Linked DNA regions of Sus scrofa: region 2 is linked to region 1. Evidence: chromatin contacts called from public HiChIP or PLAC-seq data. All regions are on one chromosome and are shown on one strand. The core of a region is the stretch at or near the end of the contact, and the rest is flanking DNA. Distances in the headings are between cores, read along the strand shown.

Region 1 (6,485 bases), core at 588-3,087:
TGGGACAAAATCATAATTTGTCATAAAAACATGTCATTGACATTAACATGTGTGTGTGTGTTATCTTTCTTTTTAAAGGAATTAAGAAATGCACATTTAAAATTTTTTATCAGTTTCAATCTCTAATATCATAAATACTGAGCAATAGAACTCTTATAAACAAAAGCTCTTTAGCTGGGGTCCTTGATAATTTTTAAGTATCACAGGGTCTGGAGGCCAAAAAGCTTGAGAACTGCTCCCTAAACTATGGTCTAACTTTGCTCCTTAAATTAAAATGGCTAACGGTTACATAGCACTTTTTATGTGCCAAGCATCTGTCTAGACATTTTGCATAGATATTTTTACATAGACACATACACAGATATTCATTGACTAGCACAGCAATCCCCTGAGGTGGGTTCTAGTTGCTCTATTTCACAGATGGGGAAACGGGGCAGGAGGAGGGAGGTGCTCTGAGAGAGGAAGTCCCCTGCCTGAGGTTGAGGGGGTGGGGGCGGGGATGGAGGAGACTTGAACCTGGGAGGCTGGAGACTTAACCACTGGTGCGTGCTGCCCCTGGGGAAGCCACATACCCCCACCCCTGCCACCAGGACCACCCAAGCTGGTCCAGAAGAGGCTGAGATTCAGAGTCAAAACCCCAGGGCTCACTGGCTGGATTTCCCACCATCTAAAGCAGAATAGAGCCCTACATGGGGTACCCCAAACCCAGGCCTACTGAGATTACCTGCTCCAAAGGAGGCATGGCCACCCCCCTCCACACTCCCCTCTAGCCACAGTGGCCTTTTCGAAGTTCCTTGTGTACACTGAAGAGCTTCCGCCTCAGGGCCTTTGCACTTGCTGTTCCTTCTAGCAGGCATGCCTTTCCTCCACAGTAGGGGAACTTCATCTCATTCACGCCTAATGCGTCTGCCTTCCCTGGTGTGAAAGAGTAGCAGCACTCATCCCACCCCTATCCCTCTCCACCCCCTTTCCCATTTTTTATTACCTATTACCACATGACTTATATTACCTATGCACTGCTTTAGGTTTTAACGTCTGGGCCATATGAAGAAGCAAGCACAATGACAGGTTCCGATGCTATTGAATGAGCAAAGGATTGGAACAGAAAAGTCATGCCAGGCTTAAGGGGCGGCCACTCCTTTCCTGCCCCAGCCTGGGCTGATCGTGGCTATGCTTGATGGCAAAGGCTCGCCAGATTTTTCGATTTTTCAAAAAAAGCTGCACATCCAGATTTTGATGGAGACCCTCCTGGTTTTTTTTTTTTTTTTTTTTTTTTTTTCTTTTTTTTTAATATGCTAGCGACTTATTCAAATTACCAAAATTAAAAAACAGCTTGGTGAGCTAGACCTTATGTAGATAAACGCAGTCAAGTTTGGCAAAGAGGGCTCCCCTCCCTCTGTAAGGGGAAGTGACATTTGAGCAAGGCTGGAGAGCTTGATAGGCGAAACTTAGGCCAAGTGGGGGGGTGAGGGTGGGGAATAGGAACCTGGGTGAGGGGGCTAGGAGCTGTCCCCATCCTGTGGACGGGCCCACACCCCTCACCCCTCTCTTTGGAAGTACCCCCACCTACCCACCCCTGGTCCCAGCTGGCTGTGATCCATGCGCTTGAAGCATATGCGTGGAGTGTTTTGAGAAAGGAACACACAATACACAGCAAATAAGGCTGCTTCTCCGTCTGGCCCGGACACGGCCCGCACTCCGCCAGATGGTCCCCCATCCGCCTCCCCAGCTGAGGCCCGGGCTTTGTGAGGCTCCAGTAGATCCTCTTCTCCATCCCGCAAGAGGCGCCTGGGAACCTCTCTCTCCCCCGGGCGCCTGGGAGGATTTTTCTTGGCCTGCAGACAGGAAGGCTGATTCAGCTGGGAACCTTCTGGATTTATAACCCCCACCACTTCATCCCCTGGTGACCCGGAGCCCCAGTGTGCTGGCGTTTATTGCTAATTGTTTTCAGACAGATGGCATGGCCCAGAGTCTAATTCCCCGGGCTAGGGGCGGGGATGCTGGGGGAGGAGGCCATGCCCTTGACCGCTTACATTCTTGAAGAAAATGTTCTGGGTTGGAGAGGTGGGGGTGGGGCGATGGGCAGTGACAACGGTGAGGGCTTACAGAAGGGAAGCGGCAGGGCTTTGGGAAGGGAACAGGGGAGCGGGAGACTTTGAAAGGATGGAGTTGGCGCTGGAGTTCAAAAGGCTGATAAAGCTGGGAAGAGAATGGCCCTTCTCCAGGAAGTCCTCCTGGATTGAAGTCTGGGTGGCAGGCAGAATTCCTTTTTTGGAGTTGGATTTAGGGATGGAAGGAAGTAGGGGATTTGTTGGGAGGGTGGAAGACCAGCCCACCACCCAATGAGCAGCTCTTATATTTTAATATGATTGCAATGTAATTCCAGGGCTTATAGATTCATCTCTTTTTTTTTTTCCCCCTCTTTTGGCTGCACCCATGGCTTATGGACGTTCCCAGGCCAAGGACTGACTCGAAGTCACAACTGTGACCTACACCTCATCTGTGGCAATGCCAGAGCCTTAACCCACTGCACCATAGGGGGAACTCCCAGAGTCCTCTTCATTTTACTGGATTCCATGATGCCAGGCGTGAATGAAGATGCCAAATTACAAGTAAGAAAAAGAAGACGGCCCCTGAGAAAGTAAGTGACTAGCCTGAGGCCTCACAGTCAGTCCCTAAAAATTTACCAAGCACCCTCTGTGCACTTGCTGGGGACACAACGCACAGCAGAGGGCAAGACCAACAAACTCCCTGTGTTCACAGTATCTAGGCTTGTGAAAGCAGGCAGACATTAATTCCCAAAGGAGTAAGCTCAAAAATGATAAGGACTAGAAAGAGATAAAATAGGGAGACAGGAAAAGTCAGGGACTTTAGGCCAGGGAGGGCTTCTTGGATGAAGCAACTTAGAACTGAAACTTCAGGATGATGTAGGACCTGGACAAGCCTACACACAGGTGCTCAGCAGCTCAGCATATTCCACATAGACAAAACGTTCCCTGCTCCAGCAATTTCAAGAGCTGACTCTCATTGGGCCATTTCAGGTCAGATGGCCATCCCTGAGCCAATCACTGTGGTCAAGGGAATGCCCTCTAGAGACTGGCCAGCCTTAGGGCCTGCGGTGTGGAACTTCTTCTTCTCATGGGCTGAAATTGGGAGAGAGATGGTCCCCAAAGGAAAACGGAGATGCAAAAGCCAGAATGAGGAGGAAAGGATGCTGGGGAAGCCAAAGCAAGCATGCCCACTGCAGAGTTGGAGGGGGACGTCATCTGAGTGCCTCCCACTCAGTCACTGGCCATGTCAATGCCAAGAGACTCTGCAAGGCACATAGACAATGGCACCTAGCAGAGCCTATGCAAGCCCCTGCTGTGTAGTGGCCCCTCCCCCCAGAAGGTGAGCTATAGAGGCAGGGCATGGGCTGTAGAAGCATTCACAGGTTGTGGCTGCCTTTGTCATCCGGCCTTGCAGTGGGACCTCCTCTCTTTATTCATTCAGTAAATATTCACTCCCCATCTATTTGGTGCCAGGCACTGAACTCAGCCCTGGATATATAACCACAAATGAAACAAACAAACAAAAAATCCTTTCCTTGGAGTTCAATCCCTGGCCTCAGTCAGGGGGTTAAGGATCCGGTGTTGCTGGAAGCTGTGGCATAGTTCACAGATACGGCTCGTTGCTGTGGCTATGGCATAGGCCAGCTGATACAGCTCTGATTCAACCCCTGGCCTGGGAACTTACATATGCAGCAGGTGCAGTCTGAAAAAGGAAAAAAAAATCCTTGCCTTCAGGGCACTTCCACTCTCCATAGTAGACAATAAATAAAATAAATAAGGGAAATGTAAGGCATGTGCATGATAAATGCTATGAAAGAAAATAATGAAGCAGGGAAGATGTGAGGGAGCATGAGGGTTGGGTATAATTTTATTTTTATTTTTATTATTTATTTATTTATTTATTTTTGTCTTTTTGCTATTTCTTGGGCTGCTCCCGCGGCATATGGAGATTCCCAGGCTAGGGGTTGAATCAGAGCTGCAGCCGCCAGCCTATGCCAGAGCCACAGCAATACAGGATCCGAGCCACGTGTGCCACCTACACCACAGCTCACGGCAATGCCGGATCCTCAGCCCACTGAGCAAGGCCAGGGATCAAACCTGCATCCTCATGGATCTTAGTCGGGCTTGTAAACCACTGAGCCACAAAGGAAACTCCATGGTTGGGTATAATTTTAAATAAAAACAAAAGATGTCCAAGAAAAGGTGCCATTGGAGTGAAAAGTAGGTAAGGAAGTAAAGCATTGACATGGCCAGTGACCGAGTGGGAAGAATATGGGGGAAAGGTACTCCAGGAAAGAAGAATCGTCGGTGCAAAGGCCCTCGGGCAGGCATATGTTTAGTGTATTCAGAATACAACCAGGCAGCCAGGGAGACCAGAGAGGATGAAGGAGGGGGAGAATAGGAGGAGGTTAGTTCATCAGAGACATAATGAAGGACATGAGGGCAGATTGTGTAGAGCCTTGGAGGATGAAGTAAAGGTTCCTTAGTAGGAGATCTCTGACTGCTATAGGGACCAGGACAGAAGCTGGCAGGCCTGTGAGGAGGCTACTACACCAGTCCAAGCAAGTGATGGTGGTGGCCGAAATCTGGGTAAGGGCAGTGGGCATGGGGAGAAGTGTGGTCTCAGTCTCAGTGGGTTTTTCAAGTATCGCTGACAGGATTAACTCATAGAGCAAATACAGGGTGTGAGGACTTGAGGGGTCCACACAGATGCCAAGGTCATTCCAGGCTTCTGCCTCACCCTAGCCCAGAGGAGCAAAAAGCAGTTCCAGCTCTGAGAGTCTAGGAATCTGAGACATTCCACAGCCCAGCCTCAGCTCCTGACCCCCAGTGGGCATGGCCATCTCCCAGCTGCTAGGCTTCCCCAAGATTTGGCTAACCCTCCCAGGCCACTGTCTGGCCTTCATTTCCCAGACAGGCAAAGCATCCAGATCCCCTCCTCATCATCACTCTTCCAGTTACTGCTGCAGGCTCAGATGGGTGAGAAACAGAAATTTCTAGAGTCTTCTAGAATTCAACTGAATTTCTGTTTTGAGCTATGTTATATGGACATAGACTTTGGGGAATCTGGCATTTCCCCACTTTTCTCCCACCCTCCCTAGGGCTTGGGTCCAACTGTGGCACTCCAGTACTGAAAGTCTATGGGTCTCTGGGTGAGGGGTCCCCACAGAGGTCCCCAAGATGCCCTTGGTCCCATCCGCTCTTAGGTCCTCGTTGAGCTCCAGCCACATCAACCTTCTTTCTGTTTCTTAGGTGAGCGCCTGCCTCAGGGCCTTTGTACCTGCTGTTCTTTCTCCCTTGTGACCTACCTCCCACTTCACTTGGCCTCACTTCTACTCACCCATAAGGTCTTACTTAAACATCCCTGTTCTGGGAAGCGCCTTTATGTCCCTCGATGAAGTCAAGCCCCCCAGTTATGCTGCCTTATCTCTCCCTGGAAACTCTCTTGACATTTATCCCATTCAGAGGAAGAGGCAGAAAGGTGCAGTGATTAGAACACAGATTCTGGAACCAGGTTGCCTGGGTGCAAATCTTGGCCTCTCCCTGAAGAGCAGTGTGACCTTGACCATGTCATTTAATCTCTCTTTCCCAGGCTAAGGATCGAACCCTCACCACAGCTGCGACCCAAACCACAGCAGTGGCAATGCCTGATTCTTAACCCGCTGTACCACCAAGGAATTCCTTTTAGCCTCTTTTTATAAGATGATAATAATAATCCCACCCATAGAGGATTAAATGAGATACTTTATGTCAGGTGCCTAGAACAGTGCCTGACACATCATATGTGACCAATAATTGTAGTGGTCATTACGTGGAATGATTTATTCATTGGTCATCTTTCCTGCCAGGTTGAATCTCTGGGGAGAGCAGGGGAGGGCTTGCCTTGAGCGTGGTTACACCTGGTTTCCAGGTGAACCTGGTGTTGCATGCAGGGTCTGGACTGTAAGAGAAATTCAATCACCCCATGCAGATTGGATGGTTTTTTTTTTTTTTTTTTCTCTATTTAGGGCTGCACCTGCAGCTTATGGAAGTTCCCAGGCTAGGGGTCGAATCTGAGCTGCAGCTGCTGACCTCTGCCACAGCCACAGCAATGCCAGTTCCAAGCCACATCTTTGACTTATACCACAGCTCAAGGCAACCCCAGATCCTTAACCCACTGAGTGAACCCAGGGATCGATCCCACATCCTCATGGACACTAGTCAGGTTCTTAACCCACTGAGCCACAACAGGAACTCCTGGAAGGATGTTTTGATTTCTGAGACCTGTGGGCCCTCCATCCTATACACCCATCTCCAGATAGGTTGGGGGGGCTCTCCCCTCCCAGCGACCCCCCCCTCCAGGGCTCATCTGACCTACCCCCTCCTCCCAGCCTCCTCTAACTACCCAAGTGCAATTAAGCCAAACTTTTGATTTAAGATATTTATAAAAGCACA
Region 2 (6,231 bases), core at 674-3,173, 250 kb before region 1:
CTCCCAGGGGCTGTGGGGCAGGCCTGGGCCCCCAGAGGGCAGCAGGCACGAAGCCTGAGTCACATTGCTGGGAACACAGCGGCCTCTGAGCCCCAGAGCTAGACTTGTAAGGACGACAGAAAGATTTCCCATAACGAAGTTTGAAGCTGTTTGCCTTGAATCAAATCAAGCTGCAAGCAGGGAGGGTTACGACTGATGTTTTGCAGGGGTGCGGGAGCCTGAGGGGCTGACAGTCTGTGTGTTGGTATTTTCTGGTTTCCATTCATTCATCCATCCACCCACCTATCCATCCACCCACCTATCCACCCACCCATCCGTCCATTCAAACGTGCCGACGGCTTGCTATGTACAAGGCTCTAATAGTCATAAAACAGCAGCAAAAACAACATCAACAAACCACCACGTCACATGGCTAAGCAACCTGGAGTTTGCAAAGCCTTTTAAAGATCAGGTTCCCTCTCATCCTTGCTGTCCAGGCCATGGCTGTTTTCCCATCCCTAGGACGGGGGAAACCAAGGCTCAAGGGATCACAGCAACTCTCAAGCTTGTAGGATGGGCCAGGGGCCCAAGTGGACATCAGAACCCAAGTTTTCTGCTCTCCCGCCTCTGGACCCAGCGGGGTGGGGGTGGTGCTGGACTGACAGGCCACCTGCTCCCCCGTGAAGGCCATGGGGCCACGTGGCTCCTCGGCAGCTCCTCAGGGTTCCTCAAGGACAGGCACAGAGGGGAGGGCCGGGGCGTGGGATCAAGTGTAACCCAGCCCCCTGACCTTTCCTTCTGCCCGCGCCAGCAGCAGCTGCCACTTCCACAGAACCTGGCGGAGGACGACGGGGACGCGTTTATTTATATTTCCCCAGCCGGGGCCAAGAGAACCCAGGCAAACACGTCGGCCGGAACCCCGGTAGGGAGAGGGCGGGTCTCCCATCTGGGCCTGCTGGGGGGTGTGGGGTGAGGGGAACGAGGGCCCAGGGGGTGGCAGGACCCCCCCCACAGGTTGACATTTACAACTCAACACATAAATAAAGAAGCGGCTTAGAGTTGGCTTCGGGCGGGGGGGGGGGGTTTAGGGTCCTAATTAACCTCACTCCTGGAGCAGGAGCTTGGCAGGGGGGGTCACCCAGCTCTCCCCCGAAACTACTGGTGAAGGAACACTGGACTGAGTGGTCCAGAAGCCTTGGCCAGAACTGCTGTGGGGTCTCCACCACCCCCTCTGCTCTGGGGCCTCAGTTTCTTTAACTGCTGTGTGAAGGACTAGGGTGAGTGTCCTAATATTACTGGCCAGGGTCCCTGCGATGGGGGTGGAGAGTTTTCCTTCTGGTTCTGGTTCTGGGAACCCCAGACTGAGGATGCCGGGCTCAGGGTGGTGCTCTATAGGTCCCACCAAGCCTTGGAGACCACCGGGACTAGACGCAGCTGAAAGCCCCCCCCACCCTGTCTACCTGGAGAGAGCACCTCTAAGCATGTGCCAGCCAAGACCCCCAAGACCTGCCTGCCCCAAACACAGACCCAAGCACTTCCCTCCTTCCTGAAAAGACCCAGCCCCACAGCCAGAGGCAGGGGAAGGGGCGCCAAGAGAAAGACGGTGAGATCTCACGGGTTAGAACTCCCAAGTCGCCGGCCCTGGGGGGGGTCCCTGTCACCGTGGCACAAAGCACCCCCCTCATCCCCTCCCCGGAGCCACTCACTCACATCCTCTCATCTGCGTCTCCCCCTCGGCCAAGTTTTCCGGAAACATACGGCTTGGAGGATGCTCCAGGGATCGGAGCTGGGAGCAGCGGGCTGGGAGGCGGGAGGCTGGGCGGCCGTGGTGCCGGCTCCGCAAGGCTTCTGGCTGGCGTCTGCTGGCGGCTCAGCTCTGCCTCACATCCTTCTCGTCCAACGCGCGAGGGAGGGGGGAAGAGGGAGGGGCCGGGCGGTGGGAGGGCGGCAGGCGGAGGCTGGCTCCGGGAAGGGCGGGGAAGCAGCTCCGTGCTGCGCGCCGTGGTGGCCCAGGGCTCCTCCGGCGCTGCCACCCCTGAGCCGTGCCCCCCGCAGCTGCAGGCGTGCGAGGTGCCCTTCGCCGATGGGGGCGGGTGGCGAGAAGCTGTCGGCTGTGTGCTCGGTGCCCTGTGCCAGGCGTCACCAGGAAGCACAGCGTCCTCGCCTCCTTAGGGCACCAATGTGCCCAATACCGGTGCTCAGTCCCCAGACCCCTGACACCTCCCTACTCTGAGGACAGAGTCCAAAGACCCCAGCCTGTCAGGTAGCAGTGCCTGGGCAGCCTCACAGAGAGCCTGGGATCGGCTGATCTTCCTGCTGCCTGACCCAGCGAGGCGCGTCAGGGCTGAATGTGACCTCCAGACGGAGGCTCGCAGGAGCAGGCGGGGCGGGGGAGTGTGGCAGAAGCCCAGGTTCAGAAGGGGCGGGCCAAATTGGCACAGGCTCTCCCCCCCTCCCTCTCTCCCCATCCGTGGCGGTGGCGGCGTCAGCAGCGGTAAGAACAGATGAGGGTTCAGAAAAACAGAGCTTCTCCACCCCAGCAGACAGGAGCAAACAGCTTCTTCCGCTGTCATTCCCCAGTGCTGGTTCCACCTGTGGTCTGCCCCCAACCCGGCCTGATGCTGCCAAGGTGACCAGGCCCTCGAGATGGGGGACTCTATTTGAGGAGCCTCTTCTAAGTGCAAATGAGACCTCCAATCACTGAGGGTGGGAGGAGGGTTTGGAGTTGCTAGAGGGCTGGCTCTCTAGGGCGTCCTCTTTCCTTCCTCACTGAGACACCCGTGACAGCCAGGTCAGCCTGCGTCCCATACAAACACCTGCTATGGACGCCCCAGGCAGCTCCCAGGAGGTTGAAAGTTAACTGGGTTGAACTTTGGATCGAGATCCAGGTCACGACCGATTTCTCCAACTCTGGGGTCATTGACCTGCTTGTCCCTTTGGCCCTCAGCCTTTCCATCCTGCTCACAAAACCCAAGGAACAATAGGCCACAGGTCTCTGAAGCACTCCTGTTCCCGCTCGCCCCCTCCCCGTCGCACATCCTACCCCCAGCCCTCATCCTGGGTTCCGGGCATACCACCAGGGGAGGGCCACACATTCCAACCGTGTGGGGGACCTGGGACGTGCTGCCCACGATCCGTTCTCCTCAAGGGAGGCCAGGTGAGCTTTTAAGGATACCCATCCCATCATGTCACTCCTCTGCTCAGATCTTACAATGATGACCCAAAGCTCTGCAAATAACATCCAAAGACCTCCTCACGGTGCATGAGGGCCAGTCCTGCCCGCTTCGAGCCTGCTCCCTCCTTCTCCTCTTGCTCACTCACTCCAGCCACCAGAACCTCTTCTGCCCAGCCATCGACACTTGGCCTGCCTGGCCGCTTTTTCACAGGTCTTTAGTTCTCAGCTTCAAGTGACTCCCCACAGCAGCCTTCCTTGACCAACCATTCTCTCCAAAGCCATCCTCCCAAGACACCCTGCCGTCAGGGGGTCTTACTGGCAGCTGAAATCAGCTTCTTGTCTCCACTGCTCATTGACAGCTGTGTCTCTGCACCCAAAACTGCTAGGTGTGCAGGAGGCACTTGGCAAATGAACAGAGCTCCAGACACCCTGGGCATCCAGGCCTGGGGGTCCACTGGGCATGTCCCCCAGGCATCTCTGCTGCCCCTCTGCAGCTCCCAAAGAGAGGAGGAGGGTGAGCGTTTATGCCTGCAGGGGGTCCTGGGACACCCCCGCCCCCCGAAAGAAGAGACAGGAGGAGGGCGTGCCCCCTGGCACACCAGGGGCACGCCCATGCACATGCTATGCTGGCGCCCCAGACAGCACATTCTGCTTATACTCCCTGTGGTCCGGATTCCCTGACCCCACTTCTAATTTCTAAGGAAGGAGTTTCGTTCTGAAGTGTCAGGAGGCAGGAACTAGGAAGTGAAATTGACCAAGACAGGAAGTCAAGCCAGGAGGTGTGAGTCATGGACTTGGAGTGTGGAATGAGGCGAAAGAGTGTGTGTGTGTTGGGGGAGGTGGGTGGCCACAGAGGTAGCGGTGAGAGGGCTTCTCTGGGTGGTGGTTTTGGGGGCTCAGCCTGGCCACGCTGACTGCTCTGGTCACCTCGGCAGGGAGCTTCCTGTGCACTGTCTGGAGGTCTGGGACAGACCGTTCTCTCGGATGACTCAGCCCCTCTCAGCTCTAATACACTGGCCCCCAGAAAGGCCTCATCCTTGTCACATCCCTCCGTAAGCTGCTACCACCCTCTCAGGGTCCCTCATGCAGGCAGCTCTCGCACTGGGGTCTGAAAACCTGCCCACATGCACCCCACCATGGTCGAGTGCTGATAACCTGGAGGGAGGAGAAGTCTTTTCAGCACCTGCGGGCACCACAGAGCCATCTATCTGCATCCTCTGGAAACCAGCTGCTCCCTCTAGAAACCAGCATCTGCGCCCCCCTCCAAGAAACACTGGCTCCCCACCACCCCAGCCAGCCCCGTCCAACCCTGAAGTTTTCTGTTCCCTCCATGAATAAGCACAGGCTGCCAGCAGGAGGGGCATTTTCATGCCCCTCCCATCAACTGCCATTTTCCAAGAGAAACTCCAGTTTGCAAAACAAGATTTTCTGCCTAAAACACTATCAAAGGAGAAGGGAGAAAAATCCAGCAGACTCAATCCTGAGTCATACCACTTCCTTATTTTGGAAACTCCAAGCCCTGGGCTGGTCTGACATGAACTCAGCCCCTGGCTGGCAACCCTGCCAGGATCCACTGTGTACCTGAGCTTCCCAAGGTCCTGCCAGTTCCCGAGGGGATGCGGCTAGACAAATTCACAGCTGAACTTGGACTTACCTGCCTTTGCTTTCCGTCTACTCTTTGCAAAAGAAGCCTCAGTGCCTAGACTAGCCTCAGCTTCAGCTTTTCTATCTGCAAATTGTAGGAACAATGAGATCTCCCAGTACACGATCAAATACACACCCATTAAGATGGGAAAAAAATCACCTGTGTGTGACCTGACACCCTACCACTTTGGGAAAATATAGCGTTATGCGTTCCATGCAAGTTTTCCCAGAGAGCATAGCCAACTGGTTTGTTCCTTGGGCCAATTGGCTCTGCATTATTTGCTGTGCAAGCCCCAGCTCTCCACTCAGCCCCCTGGGTCTCTGTTTTCTCATCTGCAAAGCAGAAGGTGTGTGTGTGTTTGCAAATTCGGAGGACTCGCCTCAAGGGTCCCTTGGGAGGATTAGGTAAGATCATTCATGCAAAATGCTGGAACCAGCAAGCACTCGCCACGTAACAACAAGGCATCATCAGGACTGTGTAACCTGCCATGTGTCTCTTTCCCTAAGGAAGCACCAATGTGAACGCCCATGTGTGCATTTTTTTTTTTTTTTTTTTTTTTTGGCTGCACTCAAGGCATGTGGAAGTTCCCAGGCCAAGAATCGAACACGAGCCACAGCGGCAGCCCAAGCCACGGCAGTGACCATGCTGGGTCCTTAACCCTCTGCACCACCAGGGCACTCCTGGTAAGCATTTTGCTCCTGGGAGTGCAAATGGTCGGGAGATGCCTGACTTTATCTTCAAGGGTGCTGACAAAGAACAGAGGGCTCTGGTGCTGGCTGTCCCTCGAGTTCATGCAAAAACCCTCTCTTCCTTCTAAACCATCACAGCTGCCTGTTTCTCACATGCCAGAGCATCCAGGTCAGAGGGCTGCGCACCCAAGCGGTCTCTGCAGCCCGAGGCGGCGACAGCTCCCCACTGCTGCCAGCCCTGGGATGCAGCAGGGTCCCTTCTAACAACCGTTAGTGCCACCTTGCCCCTGTACATCAACTGTCCTCAGTTCCCCACACCAAGAGCTGGCCTCGTCTCCTGCTGACCCTCACTGACACCCATGCCCAGAAGTAGCCCAGCAGCCCAAACCCAGATGCGTTAGCTGCCAACCCTGTGCACCAACCATGGCACCACACTGCTCGTTATGAGCTCCAGTGTGTGTCCAGTTGCTCTTCTGTGGTCCCTGCAGTGAGGGCGGCAGGAGGCTTGGGTGATGGACATGTGGATGGGGAGGCCCTCGTTTCCAAACTCCGTGGCTGGGGACTCACATCTCCCCTCCCCGAGCCTTAGGCTCTTCATCCGTAAAAACTAATTAAACCAGCCAGTGTGAAAACAAGGTCTTCGGAGGTGCAAAGCAATCAATGGTTTCTCCCTTACTCCCCATGAAAGGAGGCAGGTCGTGCAGGCAGAGCTGGCCTGAAGTTACAAGGGGACAGCTCCCAGG

What was found. HiChIP or PLAC-seq counts read pairs in DNA pulled down with a chosen protein or histone mark.
Region 2: an H3K27ac HiChIP or PLAC-seq map of skeletal muscle shows a contact between it and region 1. The contact joins two enhancer-like sites. A contact is called at or near these places in 2 of 2 datasets of contacts at active chromatin or transcription factors (alveolar macrophages and skeletal muscle).

Annotation. Positions count from the first base shown.
Region 1 is chr14:28,504,588-28,511,072 of Sscrofa11.1, reverse strand. No RefSeq gene overlaps it. Among named protein-coding and RNA genes, the nearest start is that of NCOR2, 130 kb to the left of the region's middle. Within about 2 kb of position 1,837, at least 32 of the 83 cell types and tissues checked have an H3K27ac peak or open chromatin away from gene starts, as enhancers often do. A contact at or near this core is called in alveolar macrophages and skeletal muscle, where this site is marked.
Region 2 is chr14:28,755,548-28,761,778 of Sscrofa11.1, reverse strand. All of the region lies in intron 18 of NCOR2 (nuclear receptor corepressor 2), which reads right to left. Among named protein-coding and RNA genes, the nearest start is that of RFLNA, 83 kb to the left of the region's middle. Within about 2 kb of position 1,923, at least 63 of the 83 cell types and tissues checked have an H3K27ac peak or open chromatin away from gene starts, as enhancers often do. A contact at or near this core is called in alveolar macrophages and skeletal muscle, where this site is marked.